Regions from separate parts of the Zea mays genome. Here regions 2, 3 and 4 are each linked to region 1. The links are chromatin contacts, called in public Hi-C maps. All regions are on one chromosome and are shown on one strand. The core of a region is the stretch at or near the end of the contact, and the rest is flanking DNA. Distances in the headings are between cores, read along the strand shown. Region 1 holds the start of LOC100192480. Region 2 holds the start of LOC100217092 (nuclear ribonuclease Z). Region 3 holds the start of LOC103632922 (aspartyl protease family protein At5g10770). Region 4 holds the start of LOC100272368.

Region 1 (3,614 bases), core at 685-3,184:
TGCTTTTGTGGGGATTGTTTGGTCAACCAAAAGGAGCAAGAAATGTAGCATATACACCTGATGCTTTTCTGAGTGTTTGATATGTTAGCAAGCCCTCCAACAATCATCCCTGGCGCACACACAAAAAATTGGATGATTTCTCATTTCTCATCAGGCACACGGTGCAATCCTAAAGGCTTCAGTTTGCCAGAAGAAAGTTGTATAACAGCTCAGTAGTTAATAGTGTCGATTCAAGATAATATGACTATTCCTATTCTGGCACATGCCTTAATAAAATAACAAAGGAAAAGCTCCTAAAGGCCCTCAGTAATTCATATTATCAAGAAAAGTAAGTCGATATAATCAACTTGGCAACTCATGAGCATGGCTATCAACTATATGAGTGCTTGTGTTAGGTTTCTAGGTAAACACATTAACTCCTGAGTCCTAACAAGTGACCTAACACGTGTCACATGAAGCATACAACTGTTTTAGGAAAAATGCAGAAAATCAGCATTCAATTTCGTTAGAACAACGTTATTATCAGGAAAATTACCAGGAACAGGAAAAAAGTCGTCCCACATGTTTTATGTGCCATTAACTTACTGACCAAATATCTAGTAACTGTAGTGTGAAAGTGAACGTAGACTCAAATGTATTGCCTGACTCTAAAAGTGACTCATCTTACTAGAGGTTCTATTATTAATGTTAGTAGATAGAAAATAGATAGTCTTAGGCCCCGTTTGGTTTGAGGGACTAAAGATTAGTCCCTCCATTTTAGTGTCATTTAGTCCCTAAATTGTCAAACGGTGGGACTAAAACAGAGACTAAATTGTTTTAGTCTCTAGTCTCTTAAGAGGTGACTAAAAGAAATTAAATCATATTAATTTCACCTTTTGCCCCTCCTTTACTTTATTTGCACTAATGACAAGAGAATGCTAAGGGGTATTTTGGTCCTCTTATGGTTTATTTAATTCGTTTTGAATACTTTTAATCCCTACAACCAAACAGGATAGAGACTAAATTTTATTCCCCTAACTAACTTTAGTACTTGACTAAAGAAACTAAACGGGCCATTAGTTATATGACAATCCATCCAAATGTCACATTTCATCTTAAACCCTCACTTGTCATAAAAACTAAATCAGTTTCTAGCAGCAACAAGATAGCTGATCAGGATAACAAGCATGCTTATAATTAAGTGAAAAATGCCAAGGTGCAGGCTCGTTTGCTCTCCTCCAAAAGCACGGACAAATTATAGCTATTGACACGCCATGATAATAGAATCAGAAACATGAAACCATACAGTATGGTGCTTTTTTTTCATCGAACCCAAGGACCCCTTAAAAACACTCTCATATCCTCAGTCCTCTCTCTCAAATAAAAGAAAACTGAAGTCTCTTATGCCAGTTGAACATTTGATTTGGCCGAACGCGTCACGTCGCAGCTCGCATTTGTCATAGCCGGACTCAACATCCCCAAACCCCAACTTATCCGGCACCTTTAGCTTACCATCCCCCGATGACTTGAATTATAGAATCCACAGCTCCGACCGAATTTGCTGATCGGCGTCTCAATATTCTAGCAGACAAAACTACGAGGATCAAGATGGCGGACGGGGTACGCGTACGGACCGATCAGGAGTGAGCCGCTGGCCTCGGGGATGTAGTAGAACTTTCGGCGGCGCAGGATATGCCCGAGCACGAACGAGAGCACGAGCATTGATATCTGAAGCAAGATGCCGACCCCCGCCGCCTGCTCCTCCACTGTCCCCGATCCCGTGACCGAAGCAACATGAGGCGCCGCCGCCAAGGCAAGCCCCGTCGCCATTCCCACACCTTCTAGACCTCCTCCCCGGCCTTCCGACGATTCGTTCGGCCCGGTTGGCGCGATTTTCCCTCGACGCCTCCTCTCCTTCCGTTGCGGACTGGAGACTGGACACGGCCGAACGGAGAGACGAGTGGAGGGGAGACGGGATGATCATGGGTGCGTTCTCTTCTGGTCCAACGGACTTGATTTAGGACTTGGATGTGGGCCTCCACAATCAGCCTGATTGGATGGATGTACATCCATGCGCATGCTCACCATGCTAACTAGTTACTCCCTCCGTCTCAGTATATAAGGCGTAACCACCTCTGGTTCAAAGACCAAGAAATGCATTTAATTGTCTCTAGACCACTGCATCGATATACGTATGTATAGAGAGAGCACGCCTTATATTGTGGGACAAGAATAAAAAGTGGTTACGCCTTATATCTTGGGACGGAGGGAGTACTAGTTAGATACAATAATTTTGAGTTTATAAATGGATGTAGGTTTATAGCATCAAAATATGTTATTTTGTATCGACCCATGCAGGATATGACTCACATGTATAATTTATTAAGTAACCTTAGTTAGGGTTATATGTGTAAATATTTGCTTCGTTCATGAGGGGTCTCACATCTCTATATAAGGAACCTGTACACCATCTCATAATACAGAGATCAGAAAGAGGCCAGAGGCTCAACCCTATATCTTGTTTCATGTGTTTTCTCTGTCGTGCTTATGGAAAGGGAGACGGATTCTCTACAGCTTCTTACGCCTCTACTGCTGGCGAGAAGGAAGGGAGCGGATCTGGTGATCCGTGGTAACGTAGTTCTCAATACGTTATCAGCACGCTCTACCTCGACGTTACTGCGAAGCCGATCTGCACCGACTCTCCATCAAGCCGGTAGGTCCCCGGTCTAGCCGAACTGTCCTACACGACAGACTTTGTTTTCGTTCGCTGAATCAAGAAACATGGTATGAAATTTATAAATTGGATATGAAACTGTATATGAGTTTACTCTCTAACATGGTATGAAATTTATAGATTGGATATGAAGCTGTATATGAGTTTACTCTCTACTACCTCGGCTCCATGTACTAGCACTTGCATGCACCCGCATTAACAAATGGCATATGGATTTGATTGGATAAAACTCATGCAAACAATTTCTACGACAAGTGTTTCTACCCTAGAGTTCTTGAATCATAGAGAGAGAGCTCGTAGGACAAAAGCTGAGTGCTCGTGCTACAGTCCAGATCCAGTTCCCAAGGGATCGTCAACGGGATACAGTTGAGCCATCCGTGTTTCTCGCGAGATTCCTGGGCAAGCCGCATACAGTAACAGCTCGCCGCGAAAAAAAGTACCGGACCACTGTGGCTGCTAGAATGCAAATTTGCATGCATGCATGCACACGGTAATGTGCATAAAAGATGGCGCACATCTCCCTCCACCTGTTGCCATAGCGAAAAAAAGCCATGCATAGCGGCGTCCTTCTCTTTCCGTTGAAGGAGCTGCATGCTCGGATGGGGCAGTGGAACCTGCATAGGCCAGAAGCCACATGCACCAGTGCTCCAGTAGGAGCGGCTGAGAAAAAAATAGAGAAAAATCAGCTAACAAAAGAAAAGCCTCCATTTATTTATTTTATTTATATCATGTTCTAGATTACCAATAAAATAAAGCATGTTTAAAATGGAAAATTGTTTTTTATATCTAATGTGTTATGCTCAAGCAATTTATTTTTTCTGCTCTTATTTTTCATAGTAAATAATTAGCAGAAAATTATTACACTGCATGTGAAGGCTATATTGCACATATTTAAATCGCT
Region 2 (3,614 bases), core at 439-2,938, 210 kb before region 1:
TACCAACCGACCATATCGCATGCGCATTTAATGCAGGGATCGCCTGGCACCTTATCCTGACACACGTGCCTCAATCGGCAAGGTCGAAGTGACCGCAGTCACTTCGCCCCCCTTACTGACCGTTCTGACAGGAAAACAGCGCTATTCACCCTGCTCCGGCAACTGTGCCAGCCACCAGGGAAAGACTGACAACAGCAAGTCACGACCTCCCCTGAGTCCGGCCTCGGGCGCAACAGGGAGCTCCGCCTTGCCCGACCCTAGGCCTCGGCCTCAGCCTCGGCCTCGGGAGAAGGACTTCGCCTCGCCCGACCCTGGGCCTCGGCCTCAACCTCGGCCTCGGGAGAAGGTCTCTGCCTCACCCGACCCTGGGCCTCGGCCTCAGAGGAGTCGTCGCCTCGCCCGACCTCGGCCCCGTATCAACTACGCTACTAGGGACCCATCATTACCCTACCCCTAGCTAGCCGCCTCAGGCTACGAAGGAACAAGACCAGTGTCCCATCTAAGTTACTCCGGTAACAGGTAATGATGGTTCCCCGTGTGCGCCCATGACGTCGGGTGCTCTCAAACCCCCTACAGAAGCAAGGAAACGTCAGCAAGATCCATGCCGCACCGCCAGCTATGCTTCTACAGGGCACAAGGCACTTCTCCGACGGCCACGTTGGTACATCTACAGGGCTCAAGGCACTTCTCCGACGGCCACGTTATTACCTGTACAGGGCTCAAGGCACTTCCCTGCCAGCCACGTTAGCACATAGCTACACCCCCATTGTACAGCTGGGCATCTCCTTGTATCTATAAAAAGGGATGTCCAGGGCCCCATGGAAAGGGAGGAGCGGGAGGGGGAGAGACGAACGCGCGACGTACGAACACACGGACGCGCGATGCAGACGAGCGGAGGCAGGCAGAGTAGGAGAGACGCGGTAGAGGCAGCCTCAGACAGCTCGCCTCAAGGTCGAACCCTCTCTTTTTCTCTCTCTCGTTCTCGCTCTCCCGTAACGCTTGTAACCCCTACTACGAGCACCCCGGTGCAAGATAACATAAGCATTATTTCCCTCTTATGTTCCATCTTGCATCAAACCATCTGGGCAGGGACACGCAGCAACAAATTCACTAGTCGGTCCGGTTGAGGGTCCCCCGGGTCCGAAACACCGACAGGTTGAGGTTCGTGTTCAGTACACCTTTATCTTTCATCAATGCGCTTGTGTCACCCTCCATCATGTATGAGTATGTACTAGACGTGTTGTCTTATCCTTTCTGATACGTGGGTTGTTATTATTGAGACTCTGTTGTCATGCCCCCTTGGCACTATAAGCATGGCGTAAATATAGGTCTTGTTGGAGACGGTGTACGACTACCTACACCAACTTACTTAATCTCGTCATATATTTAAACTAAGGAACAATTGGATCTATACCATTAAAAGATCCAAACTTTAGATATATACCATGGACTCCACATGTCATTGACTCATGTGGACCCATTTGTAAGTGAGATAGTAATGGTATGGATCCAAAGTGGTGATCTTTTAATGGTATGGATCCAAATTTCCCTTAAACTAACGGTGTAACGATATGCACTCAACTACAGCGAGGCTAGCAGATATTGCAACAATACAGGGGCGGCGATGCAAATACAACTCGTTATCCTCCAGCATGCTCTGGAGCTCACCGTCTCACCGAGTCCAAAACCCAGAACCCCGCGGTCCCGACTCTCGCCATCGGCGACTCGCCACCGTTCATCCCGCCTCCCGAATTCGCAGCTTGTAAATGGTTACCGCCTCTCTCTTCTCCCTCCCATCGCTCCGTGTCCTCTCCCGCACCTCTGCCCATGGCCCCCGGTTCCAGATCCTCGCCGCTAGGAAGCCAGTGGAGTCCTCCACCGCCACCAGCGGCAGCCGCAGAGGCGGAAGCAAGGGGGCTGGGCTTCTGTCGGTGTTGGACCGCGCGATGGCGGACGAGGAGGAGTACCGGCGCGCGCGCGCCCAGGTGCAGCGCAAGGGCGTGGAGGTGGAAGGGTACGCCATCGAAGGGATCTCGGTGGGCGGGCACGAGACCTGCATCACCGTGCCGTCGCTGAACGTGGCGTTCGACATCGGCCGCGGGCCGCAGTTCGCCGTCAGCCAGGACTATCTCTTTATCACCCACGCCCACCTCGACCACATCGTGAGCGCCACGGGCCCTGTTTTCATATTTGCAGGCTCTATTTCTGCTTTTGCTTTGTTTGCTTATACACCTCTAACACCTAAGGTTTACATGCGCCATTGCTAAGTCCAGCTCTTACAAAACTACTATAAAACTATTAATGACGCACTGATGATTACCACAATACCACATCAATTTCTGCTGTGCTGATCGTGCAGGGTGGTCTTCCAATGTACATAGCTACCCGTGGCCTCTACAACTTGAAGCCTCCTACTGTGTTTGTACCACCCTGCATCAGGGATGATGTCGAGGATCTGCTTCAAGTCCATCGTAGAACGAGTCAAATTGAGCTAAAAGTTGAATTAGTTGCACTAGATTTGGGTATGGATATTGCTTCATTACTGATTTGTATTTTTTGCTGCTTGTTTGTTTCCTTATAATGCAACGACTTCTTTCAGGAGAGACATATGAAATACGTAATGATCTTGTTGCCAGGCCATTTCAAACGTACCACACTATACCCAGCCAGGTACTTCTTCTTAGAGCTAGCAGACATTTATTTTTTGTTATTTGTCACGATTTAATGCCTATTGATATTATCCATCCCATGAACGGTGTAAAGGGTTATGTCATCTACTCTATTCGAAGAAAGTTGAAAAAACAGTATGCTCATTTGAAGGGTAGTCAAATAATGAAACTGAAGCAATCAGGAACCGAGGTGAGCTGTGAGGTGCTTTGAAACTGGACCCTATTGCTTAGGAATATCTCCCACATGGTATTCACAACATGTTTTAATATTAGATTACGGATACCATACTGTACCCAGAAGTTGCCTTCACAGGAGATACAAAGTCTGATTTTATTCTTGACCCAAGAAATGCAGATGCCTTGAGAGCAAAGGTTCTCATAACTGAGGTATTGTGTCTTTACACATCCAGTATTTGTTCTTACATACTGTAAATGAAGAAATAATTGCACTAGCCTGTTCATCAGATGTACTTCAAATATGAAACATGAAGAACAATTTGAAGTTCTTCGCGTTTTTTTATTATTGGTACCAACATAGTTTTGCACTCTTCAGGCAACGTTCCTAGATGACCATGTTGATGTTGAGCATGCTAGGGAACATGGCCACATGCATCTTTCTGAGGTGACAATTTATGTGCCATTACTCCCTCAACCTGCCGATGAGGCTTTTGGAACTCCTGATGAATATAAGAAATTATTACTGTTTTAGTTGCTAACTGACACCCACTATGTCGTGTATAGATAATGGAGCATTTCCAGTGGTTCAGGAACGAAACAATCGTACTCACTCATTTCTCAAATCGATATAGTCTTGAGGTATGTAGCCAACCCATGAAATTTGTCAATGGTCACTAATCTGACCCAAACCATTGTCAATTGCACCACTAATCTGACCCAAATTATGATTTTGTAGGATATTCGCCAGGCTGTTTCCAGGCTACAACC
Region 3 (3,614 bases), core at 578-3,077, 200 kb after region 1:
GCAGGCAGTAGGAGAACCCCGCGCCGTACCTGGCGGCCGCCTGCGAGGCCAGCGACACCCTGTCGCGGCCGAGGCCGAACAGCCCGTCGGCCCTTCCGAACAGACCGGTGTCGTCGTCGCCGCACCCGAAGACGAAGCCCTGGAGCTGGTCGGACGACGGGCCCAGCGTCAGCGTGTCGCGCGCGAGGTTGCCGTCCGTCTGCGACATGTCGCCGTAGACGACCTCGTACCGGCACTTGCCCGACGAGCAGGTCCCCGAGTCGAGGCACTCCTGCGCGCCGCAGGGCACGGCGGAGTAGGTCGTCGACTGCGACGGGTCGAAGAGCGGGTCGTGCTGCTTGTAGCAGTTGTTGCACGGCTTGCACTGCACCCACGAGAGGTCGCTGCCGGTGTCGAACACCACCAACAGGTCCCTCCTGGGCGTCCCGAGGCCAACCGAGACGATGTAATTGGCCGTGCCGAGGCGGAGGCCCCTGTGCGCCGGCAGGGACACGCCCTTGGAGGCGCTGGACTGGCCGGCCGTCCACGGGCCAGCGGTCATGCGGTGGATTGAGTCGACCCTGTCCTGGTCCCTGTCTAGGATCTCCGCGTGAGACGGCTCGCCGCCCCGTGCCAGCAGCGGCGAGCATGGGCCGTGCCGGTGCACCACACTGAGGGCCGACGAGTTTGATGCCGCTGCATGATATACACCGGTTATTGCTGTAGTGTTTGAGTTTGACAAGAGAGAGAGATCACAGCAGCAACCGCGCAATACCAACCGAATCATTCTTTCAGTTAACAACGGACGACGATACAATTCTGTGTTTGCAATTCTTTTGGGAGCACTTCTTAATTTGGTCTTTTTTGGTTGGATGGTCACATCAAAAAGTTCCCTTTGTGCAACTGTCGTGTCGTGTGGTGTGGTGTGTACCGAACAGCAACAGGATTAGTTAGTGCTGCAAGTGTGCAATATAACCAACTTGCTTGTCAAAATGTTGACTTAGGCATAAAGCTAAGCTATCTGGTCCGAGTGTCTAACGATAGGATTTACACATACTTACAGTTTCTTTATCTACGTTATAGCGTGCGTACGTATATGTACTTGGTTGACCAATGTCTAGGAAATACTAGGAATCCCGTGTAGAGACTTCTTCTCCTATTCGGAAGTACATTTATACCTAGCGTGTCCACTTGGATCGAAGAGAAGACGACAAAAAAAAAAGGTACCAAACTCAAGATACTGCCTGGTACAACCGTTGGGAACTCCGGCCAGAACCCAAAAATACACCTTCCACTCTTCTGTTTATATTATATAGTTTGTGTATCTCCATGGTGATCAAAGAATACAGTATAGTTGTCTAGACATATCAGCCGTATCCTGCAATCCACGCATCGTCGCACTGCTAACCTAACCGTGCATCCTTTGGGTTCAAGGGTGATAATGGCAATGCCGACCATAGCACGGTAGCAGTTTCCATAGCACCGAAACCCAAAAAGATCAGCAGTGCAAGGAGGAGAAATAGCAACAGACAGACGAGAAGCCTACCTCTCGCAGGCGTGCAGTCCGCGCTCGGCAGCATGGCGGTGACGCTGACGACGTGCCAGCTCGGCCCGCTGGTGGTCTCGTCCTCCGCCGCCACTGACGCGACAACTGCTAGCGCGAGCACAGCCGCGAGGCAGCAGCCACGGGACAGAGCGCGCCGCGTCACGGACGCCATGGGGGACTGGACTGGGGCTCTCTATTAGCCACCTGCTATCGCTCGCTAATCACTCCGGTCGACTCCGAGATAGACGACGGGACGCTGCTTATATATATAATACTAGCGCTTGACTGCTTGTTGCCCAGCCGCGCGACCTCAAGTGTGTTTCGTGCCGCACCGCATCAAAGTCTACGGCCGTGCGCAAAAATTAGGCCGTGCGCCACACGCACACGCGCGCAAGGACGGGCCCACCCAACCCAACGGCCGCGCGACCTCACCCAGGCAGTCACCGAGCGACGTACGGAGGCGACGGACCAGACGAAAACATGGCAGGGCGGCGGAAGCGGAACCAGTGCCGGGCGGGGTCGTCGTCCGCACTCCGCGCGCACGCGACGCGCCTCTACGGAAGTGAAGGAGTCTGAAAGCGGGCCGGCAGGCGTCGCGGGCGCGCGCGTCAACTATGCACGACGCGTTTTTACCCCGCACGACGCACCTGAAGACGGCGCGTCGTCCCCGGCCCGGCCCGGCCTGATCACTCACTCTTCCTCCCTCCTCGATTCGCTTAGACCGACCGGGACGCGTTCGGTGTAGGGGGGAGAGAAAATGACAGCACTCCGCCTTGGAGCCGTCGAGATCCTATGTATCCCCGTCGACAGCGACGACCGCGGCGGCCGGTGGCGAATGGGTCCGAGTGAGTGCTCGTGCTGCCCACGGATGATGAGGACGTACAGTAGCTTTCATGTCGTCCACGGTCCACCACCTAGTCGGAAAAGGCGTCGTCGAGGCCGGATGCCTCTACCCGCGCCGAGGTGCGCGGTGAGCCACGGCGCATCGCATGAGATGGTGACCGTAATCATGGCGCCGTGACTTCCTTCGACGCGTCGCTGCCACGATCGTGCCGTGCGTGGGTCATCAGTGCAGCGGTTACGTACGTACGCTGATCCAAGCCGGGGTACAGTACAGAGAAGCACTAGTAGGGACTGCCAGAGCCGCGCGAACTAGGGTAGGGAGGGAGTCGCATTCCTTTCATCCTTTGGGAACAGGACGCTGAATCGGACACGCGAGCGCACCAGTGCTCCTCAGCTGCATGACAAGCAGCAGGTAGGGACTCCGTGACCTATGTGACAGCCGTGCGTACCGGTACCGGGATGAAACACGAATGTAACAATAGGATTATGGTCAGCGGCGGCGCGGGGGTGTTTAGAACTCGAAAGCTTTGTTCGACGCGACGCGTACCTTCAGACATGGATGCGCTGATATGCGTGCACGAGCACGACAGCGCGAGGAAAAAGGCAGCGCCTGCTCGTGGTTGCCGTGGCATGAGCTAGCTGGCCCAATCAGGCTTGCGGTTGCCCAAAACAAATCGAGCTAGAAAAGCAGCTCTACCTCTACGTCGTCTTGTACCTAACCGGCAAAAGCGCGCCTACTACGCGACTAGCACTGGATGGACGGCCAGTGTTTTCTCACGTTTTTCTTTTCTTTCAAACACAGTAAGCTCGAGAAGATTAGATTCGTTCGCGGAGCCGGACCCGACTTTCTGAGAGGAAACAAACGAAGACGTCTGAATGTTCTAGAGTTCTATACCTTTTTTTTAGAAGATTAGAGTTCTAGTGCTCCATTCCGCTTGCGTCGTTGCCTTATCGGGTTGTGAATTGTGATCGACGGACGGAGGGGCGTGAACCTGTGATGAACTGCGTGCAAGCGAGAGAAGAAATAAGATCTCGTAATTCCCAAATGTAGACCAACATTTATTGAGGCATACAAGCGCGCTCCGTGTTGATTTTTTTATATATTGTAGCCCTAACAAAAAAAATACTTTTAGACATTTTATTTAAGAGAATAAAAAGTCCGGTTTAACCATGTACATCAGCTCACAGAGATTATAAGGTTTATCTTCGTATATCACAATATCAAGATCCCTCTACCGATTTATCA
Region 4 (3,614 bases), core at 496-2,995, 160 kb before region 1:
CCAACAGCTTTCACAGAAAAGCAAATAACTACACAGAAAATGAACACAGTCCTGAAAAATCAATGAGGTGATTGATGACAACAGAAAACATCAAATAGTTTGTACTGTTACCTTAAGAGCCCTAGAAATAATTAACCAATTTATTTTCTTTACAGGACACTCCAATGAACATTCAGTATATATAATATAATGGATACAGCAAAGCAAGCATAAAAATAAATATACATCCCTGCTTTACTCAATTGCACGTTCATTTTAAAACAAAAAAAAATACCAAGTGGCCAACTAGTAATAACACAGTTGTTGAACAAACTTGGATGCTGTGTTAGGTATGCACATGTGCTAATTCGCAGGGACATCTCCATGATAAGAAAGTTGGCTTCTAATTAATATCACAATTTGCAGAAGATCATGTTGAACTGTTTCCCCTAATCAGTAATTCAGTACAAGTACCCAAAAATGATTTCATCCCCAATGTGCATATGATGTATCAAATGTAGACAAGCCATGTAATAAGCCATAAGAAACAATACCCGATGTAAGTGCTCTACCCATGGATGGATTATTTCAGATCAGCTAACTAATGAGATAGTGATGACATTTTTCAATTTTAGCAAATTTTGGGTCAACGTGATGAACCAAAGCAAGTGGTGCTCGCATCCATAAGTCAACTTCACCAAAAGCCTATATTTTTCATAAATTTTACCATCTTAGGACTAGTAGATAACATCAGGCACAACAGTAATCTATATAGTCTATCTAGTATGAAAACAGAAGCATTCCCAGTAACCAGAAGTCCTGAAGTACTATCAGTACCAGTTGTACAGGATAGTTAAAAGATAGCTAGATGAAACACAGGCATACTTGGGTTATGCAATTAGAACAGATTACATCAAGCAATGCAACAGATACCATAATAACGAGCTTTGATTGATCCAGCTTCCTGCATACCTGATCTTCCTTGAGGAAAAGTGTAATCTTAGTACCCCTGCCAAGCTGCTCCCCAGACGTGTCACGAGTAACAGTGAACGACCCGCCCGCCTGGGATTCCCACACGTACTGCTCGTCATCGTTATGCTTGGTGGTCACGACGACCCTCTCGGCGACGAGGTAGGCAGAGTAGAAACCGACACCGAACTGCCCAATCATAGACACATCAGCGCCAGCAGCAAGGGCTTCCATGAACTCCTTGGTCCCGGACCTGGCGATGGTACCGAGGTTGTTGACAAGGTCGGACTTGGTCATGCCGATGCCGCTGTCGATGATGGAGAGCGTGTTCGAAGCCTTGTCTGGTACAATGTGGATGAACAGCTCCGGCTGCGCATCGAGCTTGCTCTTGTCAGTGAGGCTCTCGAACCTGATTTTGTCCAACGCCTGCAGAAGTCGCACAAAAAACAGCACCAAGTAGGAGCGCAAAATCAAGCGTCAGAAACAGTATTAACCGCAGTGTGTAATCACACCATAGCACAAGTTACCGCCCAAACACTAACACACTAAGATGCACCCAGACTTCGACTTAACGGGGCGGACTTACATCGGAAGAGTTGGAAATGAGCTCCCGGAGGAAGATCTCCTTGTTGGAATAGAAGGTGTTGATGATGAGTGAGAGCAGCTGGTTGATCTCAGCCTGAAAGGCGAAGGTCTCCGTCTCTGTCGCCATGGCGCCCTGACTCTTGAGCTCTGAAGCTTGCAGCAGTCGGCTAGGGATGGAGGCGTTGTCGGATCGCGGCTAGGGTTGGAGCCTTGGAGGTTTTCCGAATCGAGAGGGGCAGCGAGGATTGAGGTAGTGGGGTATTTATTTGGCGCCGCGCTTCTAGAAAGTTCGACATAGACCCAGACTCGTTCGCTGGTGCTGGAGTGCCATTTGCGCTTCCGGGAGGTTCGGCATGGGCGGATGGGCCTCGCTGCTGGAGGAGTGGAGGGTATCATTTGCGCTTCCGGAAGGTTCGACATGGGCCTAGAAGCCGGCGAGATCGCGAGACTAGAGAATCAAAGGGGCTATAGGTGATTGCCCGTGCGTTATAACGGGAACATATAATAATATGATAACTTATATATAAAATGTATCTTATATTGTTATAAAAAATGTTTCATAATTCATTTGTAATCCTAGTCATATACAAATTTTATTATTTTAATTTAACTGTTTCACTGCTACATTGCAACTATCAGTATCATACAGACTTCGATATATGTCACGATTTGCATGGTCTCATCATTGAAAAGCACGTGCCACACCTGCCCGTACAAATTCCCTCGTAAATTGTCAGTCATCAGGTACGCACCACCATACACGCTTGCTTAAACAAAAAAACAAGTGTATGTGTTCGCGAAGAGAATTAAAGGCAGGCCGGCACAAAAGCTACCCCGACGATGGCGAGTGGTCATTGTTATCGGTCCTCCTCTGTGTCACCTCTGGCGCCAAGATGACGCCACAGTCCTTGATATAATAGTCGTCGAACGCGCACGACATGGCAAGTAACGATGACTCTTGGCTGGGCTGCCAAACGAAGTGCACCCCGGACTCATCAGCGAGGTAGTACATCTAGCCGTTGCACTACCGGATGTGCTACTCCTCTACATACATCTTATTCGAGGATACTCACACAACGTCAGCAACGACCGTCGTCCCAACACACAAGAATTCATGGCCGATCAGTAGCGACTTACGTGGCATATTGAGCTTCAGGTGAATGATGAGCTGGATGGCGTGACGGCTACGTCATCGGATGCAGTGCCCAGAACAACTCGAGAGTCGCCGACGTTGGTGACGACCATGAGGCCCCCTGTTTGAAGATGGACAGCGTGGTGCAGCCGCTCTGGACCGCGTCCAAGCGGCGTCTGCGCCGGAGCTTGCCGAACACAGCGGCGCATGCAGCCACGTATGACTGTTTCCAAAGGTCGAACTGGCAGTCGCCAAACTTCTTCTCGTCATTGATGAGCGACGCCAACGCTAGCGCCTCCTGCTAGTGGTGTTTGTTCGGGATTTCCAAGTAAAAAACATGGATTCATCTTTGGCGTTGGTTTATGAAAATGACTCACAAGTCTGATCTATGGAAAAAAATATTACGGAGAATAAATGTCACACATATAAAAAAGGAATTTAAGTTGAAAACGTTATTCAAACAAAAGAAATTGCATGCAAGACTCTTATTTAAATACTACTCCCTCTATCCAAAAATATAATTCAGGAATCTCGTTGATAATTATCTACTACTACACATTGTGCAAGGGTAGCAGGTGCGCTTTGGGAGAGATGTAGTAGATATTTTTACTATAATAGATATTGACATAAACACACATGTAGTGTATTGGTAGCTACAAACATATTTGCTTGAAGGGTCACGGGTTCGAATCACATTGGGGTCACATTTTTGTTTTTAATTTAATATTAGCTAGGCGTGAGATGCACGTGGGAATGGGAATGAGCTTCGTGGGATGCACGTGGGAATGGGAATGAACTGGGAATGGCAGCCGGGTATGGGAATAGGCTTTGCGAGGAGGGGGGAATGGGAATGGCAGAACACGAAATGACAGCCTACCCCTTACTGTCTTAATAAGTAGTAGATATTTAGTTTGTTGGCTACCTTATCACATCTTGGCATGTATAAAAT

The links. A called contact is a pair of places that touch in the nucleus more often than the background predicts.
Region 2: a Hi-C map of ear shows a contact between it and region 1, with 5 times the contacts expected there. The contact joins the promoter of LOC100217092 here to the promoter of LOC100192480 in region 1. A contact is called at or near these places in 2 of 25 Hi-C or Micro-C datasets (both in ear).
Region 3: a Hi-C map of ear shows a contact between it and region 1, with 4 times the contacts expected there. The contact joins the promoter of LOC103632922 here to the promoter of LOC100192480 in region 1. A contact is called at or near these places in 12 of 25 Hi-C or Micro-C datasets (bundle sheath, ear, endosperm and 5 more) and 1 of 3 datasets of contacts at active chromatin or transcription factors (leaf).
Region 4: a Hi-C map of ear shows a contact between it and region 1, with 2.0 times the contacts expected there. The contact joins the promoter of LOC100272368 here to the promoter of LOC100192480 in region 1. A contact is called at or near these places in 3 of 25 Hi-C or Micro-C datasets (ear, leaf and tassel).

The regions. Positions count from the first base shown.
Region 1 is chr7:136,988,736-136,992,349 of Zm-B73-REFERENCE-NAM-5.0, reverse strand. LOC100192480 reads right to left here and starts at 1,934. Exons shown (of 21, transcript NM_001137700.2): 1 at 1,614-1,934; 2 at 58-109.
Region 2 is chr7:137,203,239-137,206,852 of Zm-B73-REFERENCE-NAM-5.0, reverse strand. LOC100217092 (nuclear ribonuclease Z) reads left to right here and starts at 1,688. Exons shown (of 10, transcript NM_001143461.1): 1 at 1,688-2,162; 2 at 2,360-2,522; 3 at 2,600-2,670; 4 at 2,764-2,859; 5 at 2,943-3,056; 6 at 3,223-3,291; 7 at 3,411-3,485; 8 at 3,583-3,614. The coding sequence starts at 1,767.
Region 3 is chr7:136,783,724-136,787,337 of Zm-B73-REFERENCE-NAM-5.0, reverse strand. It overlaps LOC103632922 (aspartyl protease family protein At5g10770), which reads right to left and starts at 1,827. Exons shown (of 2, transcript XM_008654634.4): 1 at 1,526-1,827; 2 at 1-675. The coding sequence starts at 1,697.
Region 4 is chr7:137,152,397-137,156,010 of Zm-B73-REFERENCE-NAM-5.0, reverse strand. LOC100272368 reads right to left here and starts at 1,745. Exons shown (of 3, transcript NM_001310034.1): 1 at 1,535-1,745; 2 at 952-1,374. The coding sequence starts at 1,660.